7 separate regions of the Mus musculus genome follow, and regions 1, 2, 3, 5, 6 and 7 are each linked to region 4. The links are chromatin contacts, called in public Hi-C and promoter capture Hi-C maps. All regions are on one chromosome and are shown on one strand. Each heading gives the region's core, a stretch centred on a gene start, on an enhancer-like site or on the middle of the called end of the contact. The rest is flanking DNA. Distances are from core to core; before and after follow the strand shown. Region 1 holds the start of Mccc1 (methylcrotonoyl-Coenzyme A carboxylase 1 (alpha)). Region 2 holds the start of Ccna2 (cyclin A2). Region 3 holds the start of Spata5 (spermatogenesis associated 5). Region 4 holds the start of Mynn (myoneurin). Region 5 holds the start of Atp11b (ATPase, class VI, type 11B). Region 6 holds the start of Dcun1d1 (DCN1, defective in cullin neddylation 1, domain containing 1 (S. cerevisiae)). Region 7 holds the start of 1810062G17Rik (RIKEN cDNA 1810062G17 gene).

What was found. Promoter capture Hi-C pulls out the DNA fragments that hold promoters and counts their contacts. A called contact is a pair of places that touch in the nucleus more often than the background predicts.
Region 1: a contact with region 4 is called in a promoter capture Hi-C map of pre-B cells, with 5 times the contacts expected there. The contact joins the promoter of Mccc1 here to the promoter of Mynn in region 4. A contact is called at or near these places in 1 of 39 promoter capture datasets (pre-B cells) and 3 of 484 Hi-C or Micro-C datasets (CD4 T cells, CD8 T cells and pre-B cells).
Region 2: a contact with region 4 is called in a Hi-C map of CD8 T cells, with 9 times the contacts expected there. The contact joins the promoter of Ccna2 here to the promoter of Mynn in region 4. A contact is called at or near these places in 1 of 39 promoter capture datasets (pre-B cells) and 2 of 484 Hi-C or Micro-C datasets (CD4 T cells and CD8 T cells).
Region 3: a promoter capture Hi-C map of pre-B cells shows a contact between it and region 4. The contact joins the promoter of Spata5 here to the promoter of Mynn in region 4. A contact is called at or near these places in 1 of 39 promoter capture datasets (pre-B cells) and 1 of 484 Hi-C or Micro-C datasets (CD4 T cells).
Region 5: a Hi-C map of muscle stem cells shows a contact between it and region 4, with 9 times the contacts expected there. The contact joins the promoter of Atp11b here to the promoter of Mynn in region 4. A contact is called at or near these places in 1 of 39 promoter capture datasets (pre-B cells) and 3 of 484 Hi-C or Micro-C datasets (B cells, CD4 T cells and muscle stem cells).
Region 6: a promoter capture Hi-C map of pre-B cells shows a contact between it and region 4. The contact joins the promoter of Dcun1d1 here to the promoter of Mynn in region 4. A contact is called at or near these places in 1 of 39 promoter capture datasets (pre-B cells), 1 of 484 Hi-C or Micro-C datasets (CD4 T cells) and 1 of 9 other capture datasets (pancreatic islet).
Region 7: a contact with region 4 is called in a Hi-C map of CD8 T cells, with 5 times the contacts expected there. The contact joins the promoter of 1810062G17Rik here to the promoter of Mynn in region 4. A contact is called at or near these places in 1 of 484 Hi-C or Micro-C datasets (CD8 T cells) and 1 of 9 other capture datasets (adipose tissue).

Annotation. Positions count from the first base shown.
Region 1 is chr3:35,999,262-36,001,961 of GRCm38.p6, reverse strand. It overlaps Mccc1 (methylcrotonoyl-Coenzyme A carboxylase 1 (alpha)), which reads left to right and starts at 1,284. Exons shown (of 19, transcript NM_023644.4): 1 at 1,284-1,481. The coding sequence starts at 1,405. Mccc1os (methylcrotonoyl-Coenzyme A carboxylase 1 (alpha), opposite strand) reads right to left here and starts at 2,049. Exons shown (of 3, transcript NR_029456.1): 1 at 1,251-2,049.
Region 2 is chr3:36,571,694-36,574,393 of GRCm38.p6, reverse strand. Ccna2 (cyclin A2) reads left to right here and starts at 1,356. Exons shown (of 9, transcript NM_009828.3): 1 at 1,356-1,613; 2 at 2,091-2,700. The coding sequence starts at 2,571. Bbs7 (Bardet-Biedl syndrome 7 (human)) reads left to right here. Exons shown (of 19, transcript NM_027810.3): 19 at 772-1,251. The coding sequence ends at 905.
Region 3 is chr3:37,418,538-37,421,468 of GRCm38.p6, reverse strand. It overlaps Spata5 (spermatogenesis associated 5), which reads right to left and starts at 1,519. Exons shown (of 16, transcript NM_001163511.2): 1 at 969-1,519. The coding sequence starts at 1,128. It overlaps Nudt6 (nudix (nucleoside diphosphate linked moiety X)-type motif 6), which reads left to right and starts at 1,873. Exons shown (of 5, transcript NM_001291044.1): 1 at 1,873-2,127. The coding sequence starts at 1,899.
Region 4 is chr3:30,600,659-30,603,428 of GRCm38.p6, reverse strand. It overlaps Mynn (myoneurin), which reads right to left and starts at 1,342. Exons shown (of 8, transcript NM_030557.3): 1 at 734-1,342. It overlaps n-TVaac8 (a tRNA gene), which reads right to left and starts at 2,159; the gene lies at 2,087-2,159.
Region 5 is chr3:35,752,429-35,755,347 of GRCm38.p6, reverse strand. Atp11b (ATPase, class VI, type 11B) reads right to left here and starts at 1,285. Exons shown (of 30, transcript NM_029570.4): 1 at 938-1,285. The coding sequence starts at 964.
Region 6 is chr3:35,931,571-35,934,270 of GRCm38.p6, reverse strand. Dcun1d1 (DCN1, defective in cullin neddylation 1, domain containing 1 (S. cerevisiae)) reads left to right here and starts at 1,305. Exons shown (of 7, transcript NM_001205361.1): 1 at 1,305-1,486. The coding sequence starts at 1,484. It overlaps Gm15952 (a long non-coding RNA gene), which reads right to left and starts at 1,193. Exons shown (of 4, transcript XR_880768.3): 1 at 1,104-1,193.
Region 7 is chr3:36,474,454-36,477,281 of GRCm38.p6, reverse strand. 1810062G17Rik (RIKEN cDNA 1810062G17 gene) reads right to left here and starts at 1,345. Exons shown (of 3, transcript NM_028183.1): 1 at 1,043-1,345. The coding sequence starts at 1,147. It overlaps Anxa5 (annexin A5), which reads left to right and starts at 1,395. Exons shown (of 13, transcript NM_009673.2): 1 at 1,395-1,709; 2 at 1,822-1,852. The coding sequence starts at 1,850. It overlaps Mir7009 (microRNA 7009), which reads left to right and starts at 1,758; the gene lies at 1,758-1,821.

The sequences.
Region 1 (2,700 bases), core at 35-2,534, 5.4 Mb before region 4:
TTTCCTCTTTATTTCTTGCTTATTTGGAGGCCATGTTCACTTTTTTGCTGTTTTAAATATATATCTTACATTCATTTTAAGTACAAGATGAAAACAATTTCTCCCCACGCCCAGAAAACAGTGTGTGGTTTTTTTTTTTTTTTTTTTTTTTTAATATGGAACTCTTCACACCTGAAACAGCGTAAAAGTAAACAACTAAATGAAAACCTGAGGAAATATTAACCTCTATAACTAGAGTTCTTATAACTCTGTAGGAAAAAAAGATATCCAGCCACACAAACAAAGCCAGTGGCAAGTACTCCCAGGGACGTTTTGAAACTATGTGATGACTCTACCGATAAAAGTCTAAACTTACTCAATATAAGATATCCTTCCTGAAGGAAGGAATTCATTTCTGGTGAACTCCAGAGGGATGGGTTCTCTTTTGCTGGCCAATGGGCCAGATAAGTAGGAACCTTCTCGAAAATACACAAGCAAGCCAATTTGTATCCAGACTTTCTAAAAGTTCGAATCTTTCAAGAAAACATCTTAGATTTTAAAGACAGGTGCAGGACTACTAGCCCAGACTGGTCTCGAACTTGGTCTGCAGGTTAGGATGGGCTTGAACTCCTGATGTTCCTGCTTCCACTTGTGTCCCCTTATTTCTAATTATTTTCTTAGTTCCTGGATTTATTTGTCCTTTGGTGTTAGTTTTCTGATTTCACTAATTTATTCCTCTTTACATTTGTTTTCCTTCTGCATTTATGTTTGTTTTTCATATCTTATTTATTTTGGTTTTTGAGGGACAGCCTCAACGTATTGCTCAGGCTGGCCTGGGACTCACTGTCTAGTCAATCCTGTCACTTACTACAATCCTTCTGCTTCAGCTTCTGGGATTGCAAATATGCGCCACTACGTCCCATTTAGTTTTTGCACTTATAACCCTTCGATTGGCTGTTTCACTTACTGTGTTTTTCTCCCCCATATGAGCTCTGCCTCAGCTGTATCAAATACCTACACATAGCTTTTACTGTGTCTTTGTTTCCTGCCACGCAGTTTCCACTGCCCCTTTTTCCTGATGTTTAGTGAGAAAGCTTGCATTTTGCTTGAGTGGTGGTTTGAGGGGCTGTGCATTTTCCTCTCATGCTCTGTGCTAAAAAAAAAAAAAAAGAAAAAAAAAAAAACCTGGCCCCGCCCCTCCAGATGGAGCCCAGCCCCTCACAGTTCACTCCCCACCCCCCAGGCACATGGTCCAATCAGCCAATCGGTACCTTGAAACACCCAGTTTTGTGATTGGCTCTTGCGGAGACGCCTACTTGCTCTTCGGAGCTACGGTGGCGGATCGGGGACAAGAAGCTTGCGCAGGGAGGGACGCTTTCAAGAATAAGCCAAGCAGCTTTTGGAATCCAGCAGAACAGCGCGGAGATGGCGGCGGCGGCGTTGTTGGCTGCGGTGGACAGGAACCAGTTGCGACGGGTCCCGATCCTGCTGCTGCAGCCGAGGTGACTCAGGGGTACTGCCGGTCCGTGCGCGGCCCGGATGCGAGGCGCTGGGTCACGTGAGAGCAGCCCTTTAAGTGCCTGTGTGTAGTTTTGGTAGGCGCTGTCCCACTTCAGTCTTTGGCTCTTCCTACAGACTCTGCCACCTTGGCTGGTTTCTGATCTGGGCACCCCGCACGGTGCTGCAACCGAAGATGGCATACGTAGCTAGAGGCTTGCACCAGGACCCCTTTCCCAAAGTCGCTTTCAGCTTAGCTCCCTCATTTTGAGTGCAGTTCAGAGAAGGATTTCTAGAGACCTTTCCCATTGCTGGGAAGAGTCAAATTAATGAGGGGTGAGTTTTGTCGAACGCTCTTGTTCACAAGTTTGAACAAAGCTGGCAGATGACTACCCCGGATCCTTTTGGAAACGAAGCTCCACGCTTTGACAACAGTGAAAACCCCAAGTCATGTAGATAGATTACTTCACCATAATCATCACCTCCTCGCATTCTGAAAAACGTACTGGCCCAAGGGCAAGAACTGCCTGCAGAAGGTTGGGTTCCCAGCTTACCTGTGACCTTGGTCGAGTTACCTAATATCCGTGCTTCAGTTTCTTCTGCTTGGAGGTGATGATACTTGTATCTAGCAGAGGTAATATAAAGACGATACTAACCCCCTCGTATGTCCAAATCAACACGTGGATAAAAATTTAAACACATCATGGTCCATTCAACAAACAGTGGTCGATGCCCTGGATTTTCGGTGAATACTAAAATGTAGGTCTTCACCCTATATTTTAAATAAGAAAGATGGTGAAAGTTGTATTAGTGCTGTTTTTCTTCCTGTGAATTTCCTTAGGTTCCCAAGAATACCACAGAGTCATTCTCCTCTCAAGGCTTAGTTATAGCTGTCATCCTGCTAATAGTTTTTAAAATTAAAACTCTTACCAGCATGAGAATTTTACCTTTTCTTTTTTCTTTCTTTTTACCAGCCATGATTCCTCTAATACCTCAGAGAAAAGAATTTGATTAGTCAGACTCTACCCATGAGAATAGCGGCTGTCTTAATTGGTGAATTATCTCCTGGCAGGCAATTTACTCGTCATGTTTAAATGTTTTGAGATGTAGCAAAAAGAGCTTTGAAAAATGGGATAGAGAAATCAGAACATTGTCAAGATAAAGGATTGCACTTAAGGAGTGTGTCTGACTGCCTGACTCAGTCTTCACTAGCTGAGAGGAAAA
Region 2 (2,700 bases), core at 107-2,606, 6.0 Mb before region 4:
AAGCACAGGGTCTCTTAAAATATCCTTACATGATGGTGTTGCAGATCTACCGTCTCTCATCTGTGATTCCAAAATCTAGGAAGCAGCTTTGAAAACCAAAGTTTACCTTTGTAAATCATTTACCAGCAAATTGTCTTAATCTGATTGACTTCATGATAAAACCTGATTTAAACTGACACGAAGCTTTTTCTATTTTTTTTTTAAATCCCACTGAGTGCAAGTATTCACCTGTTTATTGTAAAAGCATTGCCATTTTGTTAGCAGATATCAGCACTCAGTCTCATTGGACCAATATAAAAAGTATCAATGGTATATTCTTTTTCTCTTCCTAAAATATACTTTTTTTCAAGGGTCTTGTATAAATAATAGACAACTTGAGTTGTCTCTGTGTTACATCTTGAAAACTCAAAGGTGCAGTAATTTCCCAGACCTCTGCACCCAGTAAGCCCATGGGTGAAGTGCTTCAGTTCAGACGTTCTTCCTGATGCAGCAGCAGTCAGTCGCTGGGATGCAGGGTGCACCGACACAGATTCAGAATCGCGACCAGTGGCTTGTCTAGGTCAGCAGTTGCAACCCATTGTTAGAAGGTTATCAAATATTTATGTCTTGAAAGTTGCTTCAAACCTTCTCCACATACACATCTGTTTTTAAAAACACCAACCTCTTCCAGGCTTGTATGTGTTGAATAATGGAGTCTCAGGTGGTGAGAGAATGCCACATGCATTGTTAAAAGAACTAATCAATAACAAGAAATAATATTTTTCTTCGTAGGTATGATTACTGATCTTTTTATAGATAAATTTAAGTTCAAAGGCACTAATGTAAAAACCAAAGTACCCATGCTCCTGGAGATTCTCGACAGCTACGACCAGAACACACTGATTTCTTTCTTCGATGCAGCATGAAAGATAAACAAGGTAGGCCAACAGGACAGCCGAAGAAGCAAGCAGAGCCTGATCAGACCCGAGGCACCTCAGATGGACGTCCCACATGTAATCAGAAGAGTGACGGCCTCTAAGCATCCCCCTACGAGTACCCATGAAAGTCCTTTTTATTGTGTACTTGAGGGGAAAAGAAGATCTTTTAGTCATTCATTTCAGGGGAATATTGCATTGAAAGTTTTAGAATACTATTAAATAAGAGCAAATAAGCTGTCTTTTGTTTTCAAAGGGTAGTTATGAAAACAATGATTACATTTTATTATATTTTATGTATGATTCTTAACTATTAAATGTGAACATTTAAGGTAATATACTTGTGTCTTTATATATTTATTTAGGTTTTGTATATATTTCTCTGTGTGTGTGTGTTTGGGTTGGTTTTTTTTTTTTTTTTTGTGGTTTTTGTTTTGTTTTGTTTTTCGAGACAGGGTTTCTCAAGACAGGATTTCTTTGTGTAGCTGACCTGGAACTAACTCTGCAGTCCAGGCTGGCCTTGCACTCAAGAGATCCACCTGCCTCTGCCTCCTGAGATGCCCGGAAAAGGCTTGGCCATCGCCTCCTGGCTGCCCGGTTTTCTTATGAACACTTTTTTTCTACTTTTGAGACATCATCTCACTACATAGCTGACTTGGACTAACTTGAATTCAGAGATCTGAAACTCTGGGATTAAAGGTATGTACCACAATGCACTTCATTTCTAAATGTAATATCTATTTGGGTCAGTGGAACTTCATGGTCTGATGTCACAACCAAGGATTAGCAAAATTAATGGACAGCTGAATTTCTTGTAGTACACCACTTGTTATCAACAATAGCTCATGTTGGCATTTTAAATTAACCCATCTTTAATTGGGGGTGGGGGTGGGGTAGTTTACTGGAATGCGGGGCATAGAGACACGCCTTTAATCCCAGATCAGTGAGCTCTGATAACGGATATCAGTGAGTCACAGGACAATTGGGACAGCATTATGAGACCCTGCCTCAAAATCAAACAACAAACAAATGATATACAGGAGAGGTGAAACAATAGTAAACAGTAAAAGTTCCAGCGTTTCCCTATGTTGTATGGCAGCATCACAGAGAAAGAGAAAGGAGTAGTGTACCCAGGACGGGGCAGTTTGTCATTCAGATCCATACGCTCCTGCCTAGGCGCCACCCAGCGACCAGGAGAAGGCGCTTCACCCCTTAGCTGAGGCGAAGGCCGACACCTCGAGGCCCCGAGGGCTTGTCTGGACCGCCCAGCGGCTCCGGCAGGATCCTATGAGGCTACAGATCCACTGAGCAGCAGAGATCGGCCGAAAGCGGCCGCCCGCCCCGCCCTCCTCTGCGCAGGCGCGTCCTCAGGCTCCCGCCCTGTAAGATTCCCGTCGGGCCTTCGCTCGCGGCGACCGGCGCTTCTGGTGACGTCACGGACTCCGGACGCCCTCATTGGTTTATTTCAATAGTCGCGGGCTACTTGAACTACAAGACCAGCAGCCGGCGGGCGGCGCGCAGCTCGCGGCTCCTGGGCTCTACGCTCCTCCCGCCTGCAGCCTCTGCTCCGCGGGTCGGCCGCCAGGGTCCCGCGCTGCTCCGGAGCGGCGGGCGCTGTGCACGCTCTGCCGCCGACAGAACCGGACCGGAGCCGCGATGCCGGGCACCTCGAGGCATTCGGGTCGCGATGCGGGCTCAGCCCTGCTCTCGCTGCATCAGGAAGACCAAGAGAATGTCAACCCCGAAAAACTGGCGCCAGCCCAGCAGCCGCGGGCGCAGGCGGTGC
Region 3 (2,931 bases), core at 270-2,769, 6.8 Mb before region 4:
TTAAAAGGTACAGAGAGAGGGGGGTGGCGGGAAGACACTGTGAAACCTTTCCAGTGGTGTAAGGCAGTAGAGAATTGACATGTGTAAATGACAGTGGGAAGGAACTACTTGAAAAGCTGTTGAATCTGCAGAACAGAACAAGCTGTATCCTGATTGCTAAGGCAGATTAAACACTGTGCTAATGCTAAGACAGTCTTGACAATCTTTCTGGACACACAAAAAAAACTATGTCCCTCGTCAGTCTGCTCCACTTTTCAGAACCACTACACATCATACAAGCTAAAAGGTTTACCAAGTAGCTCATTTTTCAGACGTGAAGTCTGTCCATTCACCAAGCCAACAAAACTCATCTCAGACAAACAGCTCCGGAATCAAAGAGACCTGTACTCCAACACGGACTCTGCCAGCCACTGGTGCCTGGGTACCTGATATGCGACTCCGTTAGCCTTTTCTGATCTGTGAGATGGGGACCTGACCTTTCCGTACTCATTTTGACCACAGTTTCTGTGAAAAACCAGAGGAGCGGCACACGTGACGGGATAACTTAGGACTAACACCAGGGTGCGACTAGTCAACAGCAGTAACTAAACGCTGCCGTTGTCCCTACAGCCAGAGCGCTGTTAGGCAGTACGCGTTCATCGTCACAAGTTAGCGTTTGAGCGCAGGCTAGGCTCACTAGGTAAGAACCGTTTTTGCCGGGCTGACTGGACAGTGAGTCTCCAAGGAGCCAAGGCCACCTCGAGGGTTGCTAGTCAAGGTCCCGTGGCGTACGCCATCGCCAGTGCTCCCGAAGTACGTATGAAAGAGGAAAAAGTAAAAAGGCAATCCTCAACTTTTTGCAAAGAGGGCCGGGCGGGCGCCTCGGGCCGGGCCGCCTGGCGGTCCGCGGGCTCCCGCGTCACGCCCACCTCCACACGCCGCGCTCCCCTCAGGCGCCTCAGCCCCGCGGCTGCCCGCGCTTTCCTCACCTTTCTCAAGGAAGTTGGTCACCACCAGCATCCCCGGCGCCGCCGGGCTCGGCTGGGCGAAAGGAGTCGAGGTCCCTGAGCGGGACGGAGCCGCAGAGAGCGAGGGCGAGGCGCCCTCCGCGCCCTCCTTCTGCCGCTTTCGGTTCTTCTTGGAAGACATGACCGCAGGCTGTCGGAGAAAAGCAGCCCCGAGCCGGCTCAACGTGCGCGGCACGGGGATCAAACTTCCGGGTCAGAGGTCAGCGGCGCGGCGCGCACGCCGTAATGCTCCGCGTAGAAGCGCCACCCACGAGGCGGAGGCGGAGAGCGAGGGTCTCGCAAGACACCGTTTCGGAAAGAAAGAAGGGCTAGGCGTAGGCACCGCCGTTGACGTTATGAACCCTTGAAAAGTGGACTTCGGCTGTTCCGCTGCTTTGCCTAGTCCCGAAGCGAATGTGGTTGGGCTTAAAGTAACAACAACAAAATCCGAAAGTTTCTCCTCTCTGTTCCAGACCCGTCGAGGACAGTCAGCTCCACTAAGCTCTACCAAATGGCAAGTCCAGCTCAAGCTTAGCGGGTGGAGACACGTTTCGAGAGTTTACGGTCGGCCCTCCTCCCAGCGAAAAGGGGCGGAGCGAGCTCCGGAAGAGGCCTGAGAGTGTTCGCCGCGAGATGGGGCGGGGCGATCGCCGGAAAGAGGTGAGGTTGCACGGGGTCACGAGAGTGGGGCGGGAAGGGGCGGGGCGTGCTCCCTGGAGGAGACAAGGCTACGTCAGGCGATGTGGGCGGGGCGGGAAGGGGCGGGGCGTGCGCCCAGGATGAGACCAGGCTACGTCTGGCGTGGTAGACCGGGCAGGGCTGGAAGGGGCGGGGCGTGCGACAGGGAAGAGATGCTACGTCAGGCGATGTGGGCGGGGCGGGAAGGGGAGAACGGAAAGGCTAGGTGCAGCCATGTGGTGGGTGAGGAGGACCCGCTACTGGTTCTCCACATTGCTTTACGCGGGCGGAGCCAGGCTCCGGCCGGGGCGGCGCACAGCCTCGGGCGGCCTGGAGACCCCGGGCTCCTGCGGGGCCGAGCTACAAGGCGAGCTGGACAGATTTGGGGGCGTCTCGGTGCACTTGTCGCGGCACCATACGTTGCACGGGCTGGATGCCGCCGCCTTCCGGAGGCTCTTGCAGGGCAAGTGCGGGTCTCGGGCCCCGGAAACCAGGGCGGAGCGTGTGGGCTCTGAGGTGAAAGCTGAAAGGACACCCAGCGGTCCTCTCGCTGTGACCTGGAAGTGCCCTCAGCCACGTCCCGGCCCGAACCCTGAATGCTTGCCCCTGAGACTGACACGGGATTCGCAGCGCCTAGCACGGTGTCGGCCACGCCTTTAACTCTTAGTAAACACTGACAGCCTCACTGTGTGCTACCTTGCAACCTTAGTTTTGCTGCTACTTGGATTCTGCCACATGCTTTGCCAAGCAAAACGGTTTCCTAACCGGGATGGGTGCCAGTGCTTGCATCTACCCACAGAGCTTTGCAGTTTTCAGTAGGAACACATCACTGGTACATCACTGGCTTTGAACGGTGAACCCAGTTATCTGAAAGGATGCTTGTGTGAAGGAGTCCCCCTCACTTTGGGATAAGTGTCTGATTTGTTAGAACAGCCTGTTTTTCAAACTGAAGGCATAGCATGGAAATTTAGCATGGAATGGAAAAGATCCTTTCACATAACCAGGAAACCACAAATGATCTTTATTCTGTGAGCAACAAACACGGCAAGTTAGCGACTCTAATGCTGTTTAATCTTCAAACAAGGCTATTTAACATCATCTCTCCTGCTTATAAGTGCTTAGACTTCAACACTTTCACCAGTAGGAGAATCGAATCAGTTCATCCTCTGATATGTGCACGTATATGGATGGGCACAGGCATTTGCCATACTTAGATAGTTTTTCCCAGTGGGAGATGATAATCTAAGCACCACTCCAGAAGTGTATT
Region 4 (2,770 bases), core at 93-2,592:
GAGTGTGGGACAAAAGACTAAACCCAAAGAACACAGCTCTTCCTTTGCCTCCCAACCCCCAAAAGCCTCATCGAACACTCGTGGTGATTAAATGCTTTTCTTTGTTTTACTGCACTAGAACACTAATGCAATAAAAGGCAGTGAAAAAAACAAAAACAAAAACAACAACAACAAAAAAAAACATGTCACAGTTGTAAACAGGGCCGTAAAATCCTAAGCTTCTAGAGTTGACCCCTCAAACTTTTAAGCTCCAACAGGCATCTTTACCTGAAGGTGCTTAAACAAATAGACTAAGAAAAGCCTCCTTGAAACAGGATAAGAACACGATACGAGTTGTTCCCATTGCTCTCTGATCACTGAACCCTGTAAGCAGAGATGGTGAGGTTCCAAGCTCCAGGCAAGTGCAAGGGGGCGGGAACGCCCCGACCCGCTGTGTCAAAGGTTCCATCACTCTCCGGAGGAGGACACACCCCTTGCCTGCCCGCTGCTTGCTTGGCAGCGGCGGAGGGCGACAGTCCTAGCCAGTCCCCGGCCACCGCTGCCTTGCACTCCCAGCTTGCACTCCCGCGAGTTCCCACGGCACCGGCCATGACTACATATACCGCGGACGCTGCCTCTGCCTAGACACCCTCCTCCGCCCCGAATCGCGCTCGATCTCCGAGGCGCCGGACCACATAAGACCCCGGGATCCCAGAACGCAGGGACGACAGGCCAGACAGAGGGCGGCACTCACCCGTAGCCGCCCAAGGGAAACAGTTTCTTCACTCTCTCACCGCCATCTTGGGAGGACGTCACTGCGACGCTCCGCCTCTCCCTTCCTCCTCTGCGATAGCGTCACGTCCGGGTGTGTGGTCCATTGGGGACACCGGAGATAGGACGCTAAAAGTCTACTAGGGCCGGCGAGCTGGGTCTCAGAGCCCTGACTTCCCGGCATGCCCAGGTCTCCGGATCACACCTCCTTGCTCACTCGCATCCGGTGCGAGCTGCTCACCTTGTCAGCCCGCAGCTGTCGGCCCAGATTCTGGATGGAGACCGGGCTTGAGTGCAGAGCCGGCCTCTCCGGGAACCGCGCTGCGCGCTGCATGCTGGGAGTTGTAGTTCTTTTCCTCGCCTGTCATCCTGTCTTCATTAGCGCCCCTCCAGTGGAGATGACTGTGTTGTGCACCCTGGTTCTTGACCGGGGCGAGTGGGAGGGATATGCTTAAGTCGAGACCAATCACTCCTTCCTCTTTTGCATATCCGAAAGCTCTTGGGACCCCCAGAATTCTGTTTGAACCGGCTCACCAAAGCTCATCTACCAGAATGCCCTTACCTGGCAACAGAGATGAGATGTTCGAAAGCAAAGCAAAGCAGCAGGGCACACTGGGCATGCGCAACGTGGGAGGAAGGTGGGCTTTCTACCGGAAAAGGTTTTCCTACGTCTGAACCAGAATAATTTTAGCACAGTTATTTACCTCGAAATCAGAGTTAGTGCAGTAAAGGGAGAAGAGCAAAGTTAAGTTTTGATGTGTTCTTCCCTAGAACCTGCGGACGTCATAAATCTTAAAAAGCACAACTGAAACGTTTGTTGGTATAAGTTACGTTTATGCTTTTTAAGGAATTTACCTGTGACTTTATTTAAAAGACAGTCTCAAAAACTCTGAGAGTTTTTTCCATACCGGAATCTTTTTGCTTATATCTCTGTGAAGAATTTGTGAATAAAACCACGAGTCGTTTTTATAAGAAAAATGTTGAGGCTACTTTTTTATATGTCTGAGTATAAATTTCTTTTTAATTTCATCTTTTTGTCAAACCCTTTCGATAATGTGTTAATTCTGAAATATTTAGTGAAGTTGACATATAAATTAAGAACAAAATTTAGCCTGACAGGAGGGGGGGGAAATGGAATCTCGAGGGGAGAAAACTGAATACAGACATGCTTCAGAGGCTAGAGATTGGGAGAATGCCTTCTAGAATCAGTAGCTACCTACTTCATCAGCCCTTTTTGTTGCTGCTCTCGTCTGTGTGTTGGGGCGTTTGTTATCAACATTAAAACAGCTGATTCAAGGTCGTTTCTTTAATGGGCGGGTTACCGTTTTAAAAGATATGTTTCCGCCCGGTTTCGAACCGGGGACCTTTCGCGTGTTAGGCGAACGTGATAACCACTACACTACGGAAACTTGGTTGCACTGGTGTGTTGAAATGTTCTTCTTATGTGATGTCGTCATATACGTTTCACACCTGTTTAAGGTTTATGCATTTTTCAATGAGGAGAGAGAAAAAATATTAACAAAGCACAGTTAACTTAACAGGCTGAGACTATTTAAAAGTTTGAACTTGTTTGCAATTTCTTTTTCTCCCTTCCTTCCTTTCATTCATTCTGTCTTTTTCTTGTTTTGCTAAGCCCGGCGGGTACACCACTAGAGACCAGCAGGCACACTTAGTTCCTGGCCGAATTTCATTTTTTTTCTCATTTTAGACAGGTTATGCTTTCCTCCAGCTGGGAAGCAGCGGCGCGCTGTAGCCAGGGCCTGTGATTTGGCGCAGTACAGTGCTTTGGCGGGTTTTGGTGGAAGCACGTGTAAATTACCCTTTTCCCCATCCTGCTTCGAAACCAAAGCTTCTATTTGTGTGCTGTTTTAAAGCCCCTAAAGGATGCGCGAAACCAGACACCAAGACGTTCATTTTTTGCTGCGCAGTGTACTTTCTTTTTCTGAACTGAACTTCATAATGATCTAAGGCATTTATATTCTTACCAAATGGCAGACATGTTCTTATTCCTAAAACATCA
Region 5 (2,919 bases), core at 36-2,535, 5.2 Mb before region 4:
CATTAGCTTGGATTCCCAATAAAGCTGGAATACTTCAATTTGCAACAGTTAGCTAAAAATAAAGACCTACCATTTGTATGAGGGAGTGGCAGGCGGTTCTAGTTTTATTTATAAGATTTCTTTATTTAAGAATGATGCTTACTGTAAAATAAACAGGAGACTGACTGAAATACATACTTTTTAGTTTTCACCTGAAAAACTGTTCTACCACAAGAAAAAAGAATGAAGATTTTGGTCTCAAAACAGGACATTTCTGTTTCTCTAAGATTTATCACTGCCTTGAAACCTCGTAGAAAAAAAATACTGCAATTGGTACAATTTCAAAATTAAACAGCATATAGATTAGCATTCCTAGAACTGAAGTGATGTCTGCCTTAACTGTCATTGTCGCCTTGGCGTTGTTATTTTCTGGGCTGCAAGTGCCAAGGGACATGAGAGATTTTCGTCTGTGAATGATTTCTGAGAAAGGTGACGCTTTTTAGACACTTAAGTCACTCTAGGGTTTTCTTTTTCTTTTTCCAGGTAATACAGTAATGTTCAAAAGTTAAACCACTGGCTCCTAACCCGTGCGTTCTAACCGCCTTGAGGGGTGGGTGACACACAAGAGATGCACAGAGAAGTTGCACCGGTCTGCGGTGAAGACCTTTCCGGCGCGCCTTCCTCCTAGGCCCAGGGCGAGCTTCCGCCGGGAGGCCGAGGAGGACCCAGACCTCCTCCGGAGCCCGCACGAGCCTAGTTCGGAGTCCGGGGGAGCCGCCTGACCCGCGCCCCGCGCCGCTACCTCCGCCACCTCGGGGCCCGCGCGGCTCGCGACCCTCAGCGGCCGCAAGCTGCAGTGCATCCCCGCGCTGTGCGGAGCCCGGGCCGAGAGAGAGCCGCGCGCCCCCGCCGCGGCCTAGCCCTCGCCGCCCCGCCGCGCCACCCAGCCCTCACTTACCAGCTGCTGCCGGACCCAGCGCCACATGCCCCCGCCGTCGCCGACGCCGTCGTGGCCCGCCGGACGCGGGACCGAGCGGCAGCAGGTGGAAGAGGACTCCGAGTGTGACCGGAGCAGGCGAGCCCCTCGGGCTTAAGTTCTGCTCTCTGCTGTCCCCGCTTTTCTACCCGAGTCGGGTCCCCATCCCGCCACCCCGGCCCGGAGGTCCTACAGGCGCGGCCTGGCTGCCAACCGCGCCCGGCGCAGCACTACTCCCCGCTGAGCCGCCGCCACCTTCATCTCTGACCGTTGTCACCCGAAGCACCGCCGCCCCCACGGCGCCGCCCCGCCCTCGCCCGCCATGGGCCCGCCCCCACGGCGCCGCCCCGCCCTCGCCCTCCATGGTCCCGCCCCCAAGCCCTGTGCCCCTCCCTCACCTGCTCTGGACCCGCCCGCTTCTTTACCTCTCGGAGGCCCACCCTTCCGTGTTTCCGCGCGGGTTTGCCCGCCCCTTTCCGGGGCGGTTTGTCGCGAAAACGTGAGCGCTGTCAGGCTCGCCGGCTCTGTGGGCCTTTTTCGAGTTTTTGTATCTTGGCCGGCTAGGCTGTAGCAACTCCTCGAAGAGGAGTTGGCTCTGCCCTGTCACAGATCTTCCCCCTCCCCCACCAACCCCCCCCCCCATCCACCCCAACATTCGGATCCACACCAGCAAATGTATGTGACCAAAAGGTCTGTGCCCAGACCATTAAATTATCAAAGACTTACATTTGGAGAGGGAGATGATTATGATCAAACTAAATTGTACAAAATTCTTATAGACTTGGTAAAAAAAATTTTTTTAATTGTCAAAGGCATTTAATTGCTTCACACATAACTCAGCGAGTAACCAAAGTGGACTAATATTGGGGAAAGTTTGAGATTTCTCTGTGAGAGTCCAGCCTGCACCTCAATTTCTGGAGCTATTGCTGAGTTCCTATCCTGATGAATTAAGCTGGAAAGGCTAAGGGGAGAGACTTTCCTCGGAAAGCTAATTGCTAAGCATGCAATGAAAACTACCTCCAAAGTAGCGTGACCTCTCTAACAAGGGTGTGGATAACTTTTAAGAAGGCCCATACAAGCAACTGGAACAAGTTTATACTGTCTAAAAGCAGCCACCTGTTCGTCTTCGTCGTACTCTCTTTTTCCTGAATTAAAACACGTCACCATCAGACATTTGTAATTTGAAAAGTAACATTCTGCAAAAACCTAAATCTAAGCTACGGTGATTAGACAAATCTGTCTTTTGGTTTCAGTAGTCATGTCTTAGTTAATCCAGCATTGCAATTAGAGTCTTTCAGTTATCTATGGCCTATAAAATCTGCAATGGAGCCCTTTAATCCCTTTTTAATCCCTGCACTCGGGAGACACAGGCAGGCAGATTTCTGAGTTCGAGACCGGCCTGGTCTACAAAGTGAGTTCCAGGACAGCCAGGGCTATACAGTGAAACCCTGTCTCGGGGGGGGGGGGGGGGGACCTGCAATAATTTTTTTTTAATATTATAAATTACCCAAATTTAGGACAGATATTTAAAAAGAAAAAGGAACCTTCGTTTTGCTCTTATGCCCGACCCTTACTCTGTGACACCAGCATAAAGTTACTGGAATGCTTTTAGAGAAAACAAAATGTTACTTCCGTTCTAAGGCAGTGTCCCAGAACCCACTGCGTCAAGCTCTACCCGATACTCTAATTGGGTCTCTGAAGTACGTATTATCCCGATTGTGCAGATGGAGAAGCTCAAGTTAAATAATTCGGCAAAACTGTGATTTGGATTATGGATAATCGGACAGTAGAACCTGTGTTCTTAAGCTATATTCCTAAACAAACTTACTTCTCACATCTCGTTTCTCAGTGACTTGGTTACAAAGTAGGCCTGGAAATGTTTTATTTATATGCCACCAAAATTTGTCAAGAAAACCTGTAAAACAGCAACCTAGAGGATGCATTACATATCATTGAACTGGCTT
Region 6 (2,700 bases), core at 56-2,555, 5.3 Mb before region 4:
CTAAGGGAGATGGGCAGTTCTGATATTTAGCTTATGTGATGAAAAAGCAGGGGAATGCAGGTTTAGGGATAAGATTTTGGCTTTGTAGAGCTTTGGGGGGGTCTGTGGGATGAGCAGAATTTGTGCTTAGGGCATGCCGCTGCCGAGCTTTAGATAAGATTTTGGACTCACTGGGATATGGGCAGGGTCTAGGAAAAAGGAATATATGAAGAGATTCAGGGATGGTTCTGGAAAGCCCACCACTGAAAAGCCAGAGTTAGCTAGCAAAGAAGAATGGTAAGTGAAGGGGAGACTATAAATAAATCAAGTCATGAAAAATTATGGGAATTCTAGGAGGACGTGTTCAAATTCAGGAGAGAAAGAGGTCAAGTGGAACTAAGAATCACCCCTTGGAGTTGGCACTTAGGAAAAAAAGAGCTTTAAGAAAACCTACAAGCTATTGTTGCAATAGTCTAATGAAGTGTAGCAAGAGACTGAGTCCTCTTCGTTAATATTTTAAGTTGCTAGGCTGAGTTCCTAGAGAATAACCACAAGTGTGATCTAGTTTCACCCTTGCTACTTGGTATTTTCTTAGGGCCTGGCGAGAAGATGCCACATCAGCGCACACACACGCACACGCGCGCGCGCGTACACACACACACTCGCATTGATGGTGTAAAGAATGAATGGGTGACAACAGGTCTGCAGTGCCAAAGATCTGCCTCTGCAGGGCTCTGGGAGCCCCCACCACGTGGCTAGTTCTAAGCAGTAGCAGGAAGCTCCGAGGAGGAGTGACAACAGTTGTTTTAACAGAAACTTTAAGATTGTTAGCTTCTAGGGGTGATCTGGTGGTATTTGCCGGTGGTAAAGGGAGACCCACGTTTGGTGATGAAGATGCGGATGACATATATAAACCTGGGCAATCTTGGACAGCTTTTTCTATGTGCCGTACCTTTGTTTTATTTCCTCTCTCTGCAGGGAGTACTGTATTTCCTTCTCCTTGCAGCACACACTTGTCTTCTGGCCCACAGCTCAGCAGGCAGGCTAGGTCAAGCTTGGCCCGTCCACCAGGCATGACAGTGGCTCTAGGCGCAATAGTCTCCCGGATTCTTCCAAAAACTTACCTGGGAACTCTGACGTGGAGCTATTAGGAGCGCACGGAGGACAGGACGCGGCCGTGACGAGGGCGCCCTGAGTGGGGGCGCAGGCAGGGCCCCGGCGCTTCGTCCTCACTGTGCCCGCGGCCGCCCGCCGCGCGGGTCTCAGCGTGTGTCCGCAGCCCGGGCTGCCGGGTCGCCCGGCCGCTCGTGCCACGGATGCCGGCAGGCCAGGCCGCCCACCCCGGGGCCCGCGCCCTCCGCCTCCCGCGGCCCGGCCGCTCCGCGGGCCGCCGCACTGCGCATGAGCGGGAGCCCGGCGAGCCCGTGAGAGGCGCCGCCGCCGCCGCCGCCGTCCATTCGCTGCGGAGCCGGAGGAGGAGGGGAGAGGTCCGGAGGACACCAACATGGTGAGGAACCGCGGCGCCGTGCCGCCCGGCCCGGGCCCCCGGCCCCGCCGCGCTCCGCTACCGCTGCTCAGCCGGCGCCCAGCTCGGCCCGTCCCTCCCCGGCGCCGCCGCTACGCGAGGGCCCGGCAGCGGAGCGCGGCGGGGCCTAGTCGCCGGAGCGGGGCCGGGCGCGGAGGCGTTGGGGGACGGCCCGCGCCCCATTGTGCGGCCAGGCGGCGCCTGGGCAGCGGGCCTGGCGCTGCCTGGTCCCGGCCGGGCCCCTCGGTGCTGGCGGCCCTGGCGAGCCGGCGTCGGCCTTGCTGGTCCGCGCTGGCGCCAGGCGCCAGGCGCCCGGGAGTTGGGGCGGCTCGGCTGAGGCTCGGTCCCTGCGAGGGGACTGGGAGGCTCCGGGCTGCGGACGGAAGTGCAGCCGGGGGACCCGAGACCTGCTGCCTTCCGAGCGCCTGCTCTATGTGCTTGGGGTGGGAGGAGTAATTGCTTTATTATAGCAGTTAGGGACCATTTGTGATTCTTAAGAAACAGTTTGTCAAGTTGCTCCTCTCCTGGTTTTTGTTTGGGTGAGAAAAAGTCACGGAAGCTGGAAGACGCTGTGGTGAGCTGAGTCCTTTGTCATTAAGTACCTGGCGCTGCTGGTCACTGCTTTTCAGTTTGGAAGTATACAGTCACACCTTGTTGAAGTTCCCGGCTGGCTGCTGGGAGAAGAGTAAAAGTGATGAGGTCCTTCGCTCCGGAGAGCTGAAAGGCTTCTTTGGGGAGGGTGTATGCCCAGTCTTGAGTCGTGGGGGGTTGATTTTCGCTCAGTGACACTTATATGGCCCCAGCCTTGGTGTCATGTGTTGATTATGTGTTTAGGTCCCAACAGAGTCAAGATTTCTCTTCTGTGCTTACGTTCGTAAAACTTTATATTTGTAAGGAAGTTCCGGTTAGTGTTTGGATTGAGAGTACAGTAAAAGTTCAGAGACCCAAGAGAGAGTTTGCAGGTTCTCCTTTAATTATTTGAACAGGCCTTGGATATTACTCCTGAACCCCCAAGAGTTTCCACTCTCTTACTGGGGTGCTTTCAGCAGGCTAAAATAATAGAGTGCGCGTCTCTGATGGACATTCATCACGAGTATGTATGCAGTTTCCCACAGTCCACATCAGACACCTGCCCTCGAACCCAGTGCCTGCCAGTGCTCATTAGGAATATAGGATTCATGCCGTTTCAGTGAGAG
Region 7 (2,828 bases), core at 96-2,595, 5.9 Mb before region 4:
AAACCAAGTTACAGCATCTCGTGCTTTCTTTCACAGTGTGCCCTCTCCTCAGTGCTACGCTATATTTAGAATATTAAGGTAGGCCATTTTATGAATGTCTCCTAGGTGCTCAGAACACTCAATAGCATTCAGTCAGGCTTCCTTCCCTCTAGTAGGAAAGGCTTCTGAAAAGCCTTCTTGGGAAATAGTGTTCCTCTGCCCTCTCATGCATGAGCTCTGCCTTTCAACACGGAAAGTCAGCTTGCTCCTCCAGACTGGGGTCCAGGTGAATAAGCTAATTGTAATAGGATGTAAAGGCAACATTTGCTGGGGAAGATCAAAGGTCTGGGTCTAATAATTTATGTTACTCCTTGGCTGCAGGGCGGATCACTAGTCACTGCCAGCCGTAAGGCAGTTTTCCACAGCACTGTTAAACAGGCTTCTGCGGTCTTAACTCCAGAGAAGGAGGACACGGAGTTGAGTAGATGTAAGAAAAAAAAATACTTAGGTCAAAGACTGAAGGAGATGCTAGTAGAAAGAAAGTAGATAAGTGTGAGCGACTGAGAGATAGGTGGGCCTTAAAGGAATGCGGGGGCGAGGAGGCAGGGAAATGGTTGCATCGAAGTCATAACCGTACTTGAAGGGTCAAGTGAGAGGATCCCTTAGTGTAGGCAAACAAAACAAAACAAAACAAAAACCAAAGTAGTCTAGAAATTACAATTCCCTGGGAGAGGTGCTGGAATGTCTAAGGCTGTGGGAGCGGCTAGGTCCCCAGAGAAGGGGGCGCATGAACAGGAAAAGCAATAGGACAAGGGTACACAAGGGAAAATGGCAGGCTTCCCCTCCTCAGCGGCAGTTTTGTCTGCTTTTCCAGAAAACCATCAGTCTACCTATCAGGGCCAGACTCAGCATGTGGCAAGGCTCCCCCAACCCCCACCCTCGGTTAGCTTCTTCTTGCTCAAAAACCTGATTTTGATCCTTCTAGAACATCCGCGATCCTTTTGCAGCGTCTTTAGGCCTGGGGGCGGGCGGGGGGGGGGCGGGGAAGCTCCATCTTAGTCACCTTGCACCTGGGGTCTTTGAAGTTACAGGCTGAGTTTGGAAGTGAAACCATTTCCGCTCTGAGGCTTTGACACTGCCAGGTACAGCTCTTAAAAGAGCTGCCCATCAGCTACACGGACATCCAGAGGCAAACACTAGCACGAAACACTTGGAAAGCAGTCTGGAAAAGGTCCTCACTGTCCCATGCTTAGAGTGCGGTGCAAGACGCTGTGAGGTGCCGCTGTGACAGTCCCTAACTCTCTAGACACACCCAGACCCCTGGGCCTGCAGCGCCTCCAGCGTAGCGAAGAGTGAGCGAAAAGCCCCACGCAGGCGCAGGAGCATAGAGGCTAGGACGTGGCAGGGCGTGTCCTGATGGGGGCGCGGCCCGGGCTGGGACCTAATTAGGGAGGTGGCCATGGTAGGGGGGTGGCCTTGTCTGAGGAAAGTACCGTATCCAGGGATGTGGCAGCTGCCTGGGACAAGGCGGGGCTTATAGTGCAGCGTCTCTGGGGGCGGGACCCTGGTGGGTGTGTGATCTTGGCAGGGGCGTGGCGTGGCGGGGCCAGGTCGGGCTAGGCTGGGCTGCCCAGGGCGTTTCCGTTGCACGGAGTTGTGAAGAGTACTGCCTTGTCCTTTGGCGTGTGCATCGGTCCTGCTCTCACCCGCAGCCTGCGCTCTACTGCCTGGTAAGTGGCCGTAGTCCCGGGAGCGACTCCTCCACCAAGGGCTCAGGGCCCTTTTGGGGTCAGGGGACCAGAGCTCCAGTGACCCTGTCTCTCTTTTCCCCTCTCCCTGCAGCTCCAGTCCACTCCTGACCGACAGCATCATGGTAAGCCGTGTGACCGCGACCAGGGCGATCGGGACCCTCTCTGAAGGCAGCTGCCTTCGCAGTCTCTTGGTTTTCGCCTTTCCCATCTGTGTCCCGCTCTGTGTCCTCTCTGTGACCTCTTGGGTGTCCCCCTCCGTGTGCGCTCTCCTGTTTTCTCCCTCGCCCCGGAGTGTCCGGAACCAGCCGGTGTTTCTCCCCGGTGCATGTGAATCAGGCCGCCCCAAATCCAGAGTTGCCAAAATTAGATCCGGAGCAGGAACAGTTCTCTTGGTCATGTGAGGAGAACGCCCTTTGGCTTCCCCTATTTTTTTATTTTTCCCGCAGTTTCCTGTGTTTGAATACTGGGTGTGCGTGGGCAATCTCCATGGTGCTTCAGGGGAGCTTTTTCCAGCGCAAGGCGCAACTTATTTAACAGGAACCGACTGTGCCTTTTCTTTCTCTTTTTCTGCTAAAGGCAGTGAACCAAAAAGCTGGGTTTCCAAAGTAATGAACTGGCAAAACGAGTTCTGAATTGAATTTGCCTTGGGATTCTTTCAGAAGTTGACTTCCGAATAGGTTTTTGTTGTTGTCATTGTTTTAGGAGATCTCTTAGTATTTTTCAAGACTGTAGCAAAGAAAAGTTGATTTTTGTTTTGTTTTGTTTTGTTTTCCAAGCTAGGGTTCCTCTGTGTTGCCTTGGCTGGCCTCGAACTCACAGACTGCCTCTGCTGAGGGCTAGAACTAAAAGCCTTCACCACCACCGCCCAGCGTATGTAGTAATTTTTCAAAGCTGGTCATGTGAAGAAGTTATCATACCTAAAATATTCCGCCCTGAGGCAAAGTGGTTATACCTGGAATCCCACATCTTGGGAGGTAGAGGCAGGAGGATCAGGAGTGAAAGATCATCTTTGGTCATCAAGGGCCTTGGCTTTAACAGGCGGCCTCAACAAACAAAACAACAAAGCTTTCATCCTGAATGAAACTAATTTAATCTTGC